Regions from separate parts of the Anas platyrhynchos genome. Here region 1 is linked to region 2. The links are chromatin contacts, called in public Hi-C maps. All regions are on one chromosome and are shown on one strand. Each heading gives the region's core, a stretch centred on a gene start, on an enhancer-like site or on the middle of the called end of the contact. The rest is flanking DNA. Distances are from core to core; before and after follow the strand shown.

Region 1 (3,497 bases), core at 768-3,267, 140 kb before region 2:
AAAAATCAAGGGAAATTTGTTATTTAATATTCTCTTAGCTCTCACTTCCAAAACTGTTTGAATTAATCCATTTAGCTTTTAGCTTAACAAGTCTGATGGGTATCAAGGTCACATTTCTCCTTTCCTTTGTCTCTTTTCATGTTTGTTTATTGTTTTTGTTTTTAGACACTGGATTTCTTTCATACTATTTTTATTGTTGTTCTTTTCCTCATTTTCACTCTCAACTTTCTTTCTCAGGCTGTTTCATGGGTCTTTATCATTATTTCTTTTAATTTTTATTTTTTTCTTGCATAGCTTTTTCTTTCTATGATTATCTATGAATATCTTATGTATTCTGTCTGCCCCAGCCACTGTTCTTTTAATTTATTGGCCCACCTTTCCCCCTTTTTTTCCTCAGCCCTCTTCCAGCCTTGTTAACTTTCTCTGGTGTGTTAATGACAGCATGTGTGCATTTTCACAGTTCTGTATAAGCAGGACAGTTGTGTCTGTTGGCTCTCAGTTGACAAGCTAACTTGTCAGTGATCACAGAAAGGTAAAAGGAGAAAGACAACAATGCAGGAAACTCATTAATGTCCAGATCATCCTATAACAATATATATATATATACTCCCAGAAAACATTTTTTTTCTGTCCATGTTGTCACCATTTTCCTCTTTTTTTTCCTTTGCCCATTTTGAGTGACAAGTGATTCTTTTCATTTTTTAAAAACTCCCCCTAAAATGGATTCTCAAGATGATCCTTTGGGGTTCCCCAGAATGGAAATGGTATGAGACAGCAAAGCAGCAAGCTGCGGTACATCTCAGCTTCCGGAGCTTCCAGTCCCTAACCTAGCAGAGGAAATTTGGGTTTCTTCCCCTTTCCTCCCTTTGTCCACCTTGGGACCAGGAAAGTGCAGAGGTGCTAGCTTCGTTCTCCCAAGTCAGCAGCATGACTTTACTTTTAAATATAGCCTGTGTGCAAAGCTGCTTGCTGCTTTATGGTTGGTATACTATATCTTCTTGTGCCCTTTGCCCCGCTGAAATTGCTTCCATCTTGCTTAAGGTTCTCTAAAATTTGTTCTGCGAAACAGACCACATTTGCTCGGTCTCAGTTTTGTCCTAATTATAAACCTAAACGCAGAGCGGTGACATATTATATTCCTCTTTTAGCCACACGCTTCCATAAATGCTGACAAGCCAGGAGCTCTGATAAACAGCCCTCAGCGCCGTGATTTACATCGTGCTGCATTTCCAGCAGAGCTCCAGCAGATGGCAAAAGGATCCGCCTTACTTTCCAGGTTGACAGGACTGTGACAACGCAAACCTTTTCCTCCCTTTCCAGAAGCCACTAACGTAGTAAAGTAAAAAATAAAATAAAATAGATCCATTTTTTTTTCAATATTTGCCGAATTAATTCACCAACTTAGTGACCTTAGACGACCAGTCCCTGGTCCAAGGATGTTAAATTTGATGGCTGCTGATTTAGACAGAAAAAAACTGTGCTGTCTACTACATTCGCTATTAGTAAGTTTTGCTTTGGAAACCTCCTGGGAAGTATAAAATGTCAGACATGAAGGCACACTTTAAATAGACCACTTTGTGTAAAAATTTTAAGGTGCACATAGCAACAGTCATTCATATTCTCAAGTTATCTCAGAAATAGTTTAAAGGGGCATCCATATATGTGTTGAGTGTTATTATAAGGAATCAGGTGTTGTAAAAGTGAATTTGCCTTTCACAAGCCTTAACCGGAGAGCCGTTAACTTTTACTCAGCCACACACAGAAATACATTTCCATGACTGCACAGCCGCCTTTTGCCTTTTTACGGCCTAGGCCGGCTCTCCCCACTGGAACTGCATTCCCACTGCACGCGGGGACACCGCACTCCCTCAGACAAGTGACAAAAAGTGACAAAAAGTGACAGAGGTGACAAAGTGCCAGAAGGAACGGGCGGGCCGGACCCCGCTCCCCTCAGCCACCCGCGCGGCCAGCGGACACCCACGGCCCCACAGGGAGGCTGCGCGGGGCGCATGCGCGGCGGGGCTGCCTGAGCGCCCGGCCCGGCGCGGCGCGGCCCCCTCAGGGCGGCGATGGCGGCCGCCGGTGGCGGCGGTGCGGGGGCTCCCGGGGAGGCGCCTCCCGCCGCTCCCGGTGCCGCCGCTGCCGCAGCTTCGGCCCCCTCCGCCGCCCCCACCGTTCCCACCGCCTCCCCCGAGAGCGGCGCGGTGCTGCAGCGGGAGCCGCTGTACAACTGGCAGGCCACCAAGGGCTCGCTGCGGGAGCGCTTCGCCTTCCTCTTCTCCAACGAGCTGCTGAGCGACGTGCACTTCGTGGTGGGCAAGGGCGGCCCCCGCGGCGGCTCGGGGGGCGGCGGGGGGGCTCCTCCCGGGCCCGGCCAGCAGCGCATCCCCGCCCACCGCTTCGTGCTGGCGGCCGGCAGCGCCGTCTTCGACGCGATGTTCAACGGCGGCATGGCCACCACCTCGGCCGAGATCGAGCTGCCCGACGTGGAGCCCGCCGCCTTCCTGGCGCTGCTCAGGTCGGGACGGGGGTGGGCGGGGGGGGTGTGGGGTGGGGGTGGCCCCCACACGGCGGCTCCCCCCCTGTCAGCTCCGTCCCCTCAGCCTCGTGAGCTGCCGGGGGTCGGTGCCCTGAGCCCCATCCCGTTTGTCGTCCCCCCCCCCCCCCGAGGTGCCGAGGGGCCGCCCGGCAGCCGGGGGCTGCACCCAAGGTCACGGCGTCCTGCTCCGTGCCTCCTCCCTGCGCATCCCTTCCCAGCCCGGTTTGGGGTCCGGTGGCCCCGCAGGATGGGACGGGGAGGGGCTGATTTCGGCTTTTTGGTTTCGTCTTTTAATGAAGGTGATGAGAATTGGTGGTTCAGCAATCCCAGAGTGTCGCAACCGCCCATCCACCTACTGATGGCTGAGAAGGAACCGAGGCTGTACTGGGCTTTTAATTTCATTTGATAACTTACTTTGACAACTTACTCATCTTGCAGTTCTCTCGTCTTTTTCAGCAGTGGTAGCGAACTGTGTCCCTTCACCAGAGAAATGCCTATTGCAGGCACACATTTCAGATACTTTGGGTGGAGAGCGCAGCAGCGTGCAGTTAGCTCACAGCTTACACGCAAACCACCCAGGGGAAAACATGAGCGCAGTGGTGGGGAAAACGTATGCAAAATGGGCTACTGATGTCTAATATCTATTTAATCTTAAAAAATTTTTCACAAGAAACTCTGCTAGGCACAACATCTATAAAATGTATTAAACAGGTATCTGTAATGCACATTTTGAAGACAAATGTCATTGCCTGGAAGGGAATTTGTAGTGTTTCAGAGCTTTCTGTTATGCAATACGGGCCCAAATCTTAACAATTTCTTTTTGTTTGGAGGCCGACAAGAATCAGGGGGTCCTTTTAGTAATCATGGAAACGGGAGCTACAGCAACTGATTTTGCTTTAAAAAGTACACAGCAGCAACTTCTCTGTGTGGCTCTTTAGCAAATAAACTGTATTTTCTG
Region 2 (3,828 bases), core at 712-3,211:
ACTCTTTCTGACACATCAGCCCCATCTGAGATCTTTATCTGCTCTTTGACAAAAATGAAGTTGGAAGCTTCCCCTCAATTACTTGTGCTTCTTATTGGTACCAATAAAAACTTCAAAAACTCTTCTTTGATAACAGCTGCCAGGGACCATGGTGCACTCTACACACCAGGACACGGTGAGCCAGCTGGAGGAGCACAGCTGAGCTCTGCTGAGGAACACAGAGCTTCCTGGAAGGACACTGCTCGCTCTACGGCTCCTTAAGGGAAGGGAACAGGGGGGTGCTTGGTGCTACAAGTGGGGAAAACAAAGCCTCAGAAACACGGGCTTGATTGTGCCTCAAATGAAAAGCACTGGAATTAAGCTACCACCTTTGCTCTTGCCCACTGGGTCGGGGTAAGAAGGATCACAGCAGCAAGAGTCCAGCTGCAGAGCAACCTCCCCAGGGAAGGTCTGTGGAAGTAAGCTCAAGGGCACTGCCTGCCCATCCTCTTCCCAGGCCCAGCACAGTGGGACAAAAGGATATGAATGCATTGTTTCTGATAATCCCATCAGTCCTGTGGCCCCTTATACAGTTGCAGGAGCCCGTGGTAGCTCACAGCTCCAGGGCTCACCTGTAGGAATTTAACACATACACAGTGCCAATGCCTAACAGAAACACTTGCTGCTCCTGGAGGCTGTTTACAGTGCACAGAGGGAAATTACTTGTGAAATTCACAAGTCACCTCCTGATAAAGGAGGAGCTTATGGTATCAAAGGGAGAAAGGGCTAACAATTAGCTCATAAACCATTAGGCCAGACTTTGACACTCAAGAACTCTGACCACAAAACACCTATCTGGTGCAGGCCCGCAGCTTTACTTGGTTTTAATGAAGAACTTGACGAAGAAGCCCCCAGTGAAAGGCATCACTGAACCTGACCACGAAAGGCGTCAGTGCAAAGAGGCTGACACCTTCACAAAGAGGCTGGAGAACTACGTCACGCTTGTACTTTCACTTCTGGTTGTCATTCCACTCGGTGCACACCGCCGGGTATTTTTAGCAGCGTGTTCTTGTCGGAGCACTTGCAGCTTAAGCAAGCCCCTGATGTCTTACACCGAGCTGGGTTATTCCCCACTTAATACAGCCGGGCTCGCACAGGGCGAGGACACCGTAGTTGAGGGCACTGTCTTAGCAGTTCCTGGTCACCAGGAGTGTCTGAGCTGAGCGCTGGGCAGGCCCAGGGGCAGGAAAACATCACACACACCCCCCTCGCTCCCTCCCTACCATCCCAGGCCCCTACAGCCGAGCACCACGCCCGACCCCAGGGCTCCACGACCACCAGGGGCCGAGCCCCGCTGCCCTCACCCCCTTCCCACCCCCGGGGGAGGGCCGTACCAGCCGCAGGGCCTCCTTGGCCCGGGCCAGGTGCCCTCGCAGGGCCCTCCCGCGGAGCTCGCGGAGGCTCTCGAAGTACTCCTCGTCGCGGGGCCGCTCGGCGGCGAACAGGGCGTCCAGCAGCACGCCGCCACCGCACAGCTCCAGGGCCCAGCCCAGGTAGCGCTCCAGCGCCCGGCACAGCTCCTGCGCCTCCGCCTCGTCCAGCACCGGGGCTCCACCGGGGAACAGCAGAGCCCAGAGCCCGGTGGCGGCGGCGGAGCGGGGCAGGGCGGGGAAGGCGGGCTCCAGGCGCGGGCACACGGCCGCCAGTTGCCGGTGGACGCCGAGCAGGGCCGGCGCCGAGAAGAGCCCGGCCCAGCTCCGCGGGGCTTCCCCCTCCGCCCGGCCGTGGCAGGTGACGGCGAAGGCGTCCTCCGCGGCGTTCCAGCCCACCAGGAAGCGGAGCCGCGGCGGCGGCTGCTGCGGCGGGGCGAAGGCGGTGTCGCGCACGGCCACCCAGCCCTCCAGGCTGTCCGCCGCCGGCTCCGCCATGGCGCCGCGGGACCGGCCCGGGACCTTCCCCCGCCGCCTTAACCAGGGGCGGTGCTCAGCGCGCCGCTACCATTGGTGGGGAGCCGCCAGGGGGCGGGGACTACTGGGGTGGGTGGGGTTTATCGGGGGGGTGGGCGGGGCTTCTCGTGGTGGGTGGGCGGGGCGAGCAGCGCCTCACGCCAGCGGTGTGGAAATAAATAAATCACACAGAATCACAGAATTTCTAGGTTGGAAGAGACCTCAAGATCATCGAGTCCAACCTCTGACCTAACGCTAACAGTCCCCACTAAACCATATCCCTAAGCTCTACATCTAAATGTCTTTTAAAGACTTCCAGGGATGGTGACTCCACCACTTCCCTGGGCAGCCTGTTCCAATGTCTAACAACCCTTTCGGTAAAGAAGTTCATCCTAAGATCCAACCTAAAACTCCCCTGGAGCAACTTAAGCCCATTCCCCCTCGTCCTGTCACCAGGCACGTGGGAGAACAGGCCAACCCCCACCTCACTACAGCCTCCTTTGAGGTACCTGTAGAGAGCAATAAGGTCGCCCCTGAGCCTCCTTTTCTCCAGGCTGAACAAGCCCAGCTCCCTCAGCCGCTCCTCGTAGGACTTGTTCTTCAGGCCCCTCACCAGCTTCGTCGCCCTTGTCTGGACCCACTCAAGCACCTCGATGTCCTTCTTGTAGCGAGGGGCCCAAAAAATAAACAAATAAATAATGTCTGGGGAGTGAGGGCTGAGGGATAGGCGTGGCGTGTGGAAAAAAAAAAACAAAAACACACAGAATCTGTAAGGTTGGAAAAGACCTTCAAGGTTATCATGCCCAACTATCCCCCCACCACCAATATTGCCCACTAAAGCCATGGCCCCTAAGCACCACGTCCAACCTTTCCTTGAACACCCCCAGGGACAGTGACTCCACCACCTCCCTGCGCAACCCATCCCAATGCTCTGACTACTCTATTATTTTATTAAATATTTATTATTATTTAATATAATTATTATTAGTGGCTATTATTTATGTTATTAATATTACTGTTTAATATCAATCATTATTATTTAATAATAATATTATTTGACTATTATTTTATTGGATAATAATTATAATAAAAGAGGCATTATTTTCATGAAAAACAGTGTGCAGAGCACATCAGCCAAGTGCGAGGCAGCACCGCCACCTTCCCTCAGGGAGAGTGGCACCAGGTTCACCTCAGGGGCTGCCGCCATCTTCCTGCACTGCTGTGGTGTCAGTTGCTCACTGCCCAGGGCACAGTCACAGAAAGCTGCCATGTGCCAGCAGTCTTCGTTCCCTACAGCCACCATCCCCCAAATCTTGCTTCTTTTCTTCACCAACACAACCCCATGCTCCTTCCCTGACGTGCAAAATTTGAGGCGCCCAGTGGCTGAGGCCACACACTGCCTCCCTGCACTTCACTGCCCTGGGTGGGCTCCCCACTCCTGTGTAGGCTGGCAACTCTGAGGTTTTGTCTAAATCCAGTCCCAAAAGATGGTCCCCCAATACTAGATTGCCAAATGAGGCCAGCTCCTGTAGAGGATTGCTCCTCAGCCTCGCAAATATCCCACCCTTTCTTGGCAGTTGAATGACTTCAGGAGGATGGCGGCGTGATAGCACGCTCCGAGAAGGCCCTGTGAAAGGACCTGCGGGCCTCGGGGGGGAGCGGGAAGAGAAGCAGCTTTTTGTCTAGCACATATCTCTCATTCTGGCATTGCGTGCAAGGCTGAATTTAATTTACGGTAAACAAAATGCTATGTTCTAGTCTTTGGAAGTAAAGCTGACATGACTAATTTTTCAACAGATGAAGGCCTGTGAGATTTTGTAGATTAACAGCACAGAGACATAAATAAGTTCCCATCCGAAAAATTAATAAAATCTGTCTGACAGCATAAATGTTAACATTCCTG

What was found. Hi-C and Micro-C count contacts between places; a contact is called where the count stands out from the background.
Region 1: a Hi-C map of skeletal muscle shows a contact between it and region 2, with 4 times the contacts expected there. The contact joins the promoter of BTBD1 here to the promoter of WHAMM in region 2. A contact is called at or near these places in 2 of 8 Hi-C or Micro-C datasets (both in skeletal muscle).

Annotation. Positions count from the first base shown.
Region 1 is chr11:15,164,499-15,167,995 of IASCAAS_PekinDuck_T2T, reverse strand. BTBD1 (BTB domain containing 1) reads left to right here and starts at 2,017. Exons shown (of 8, transcript XM_027466064.3): 1 at 2,017-2,518. The coding sequence starts at 2,070.
Region 2 is chr11:15,023,824-15,027,651 of IASCAAS_PekinDuck_T2T, reverse strand. It overlaps WHAMM (WASP homolog associated with actin, golgi membranes and microtubules), which reads right to left and starts at 1,961. Exons shown (of 10, transcript XM_005026944.5): 1 at 1,374-1,961. The coding sequence starts at 1,907.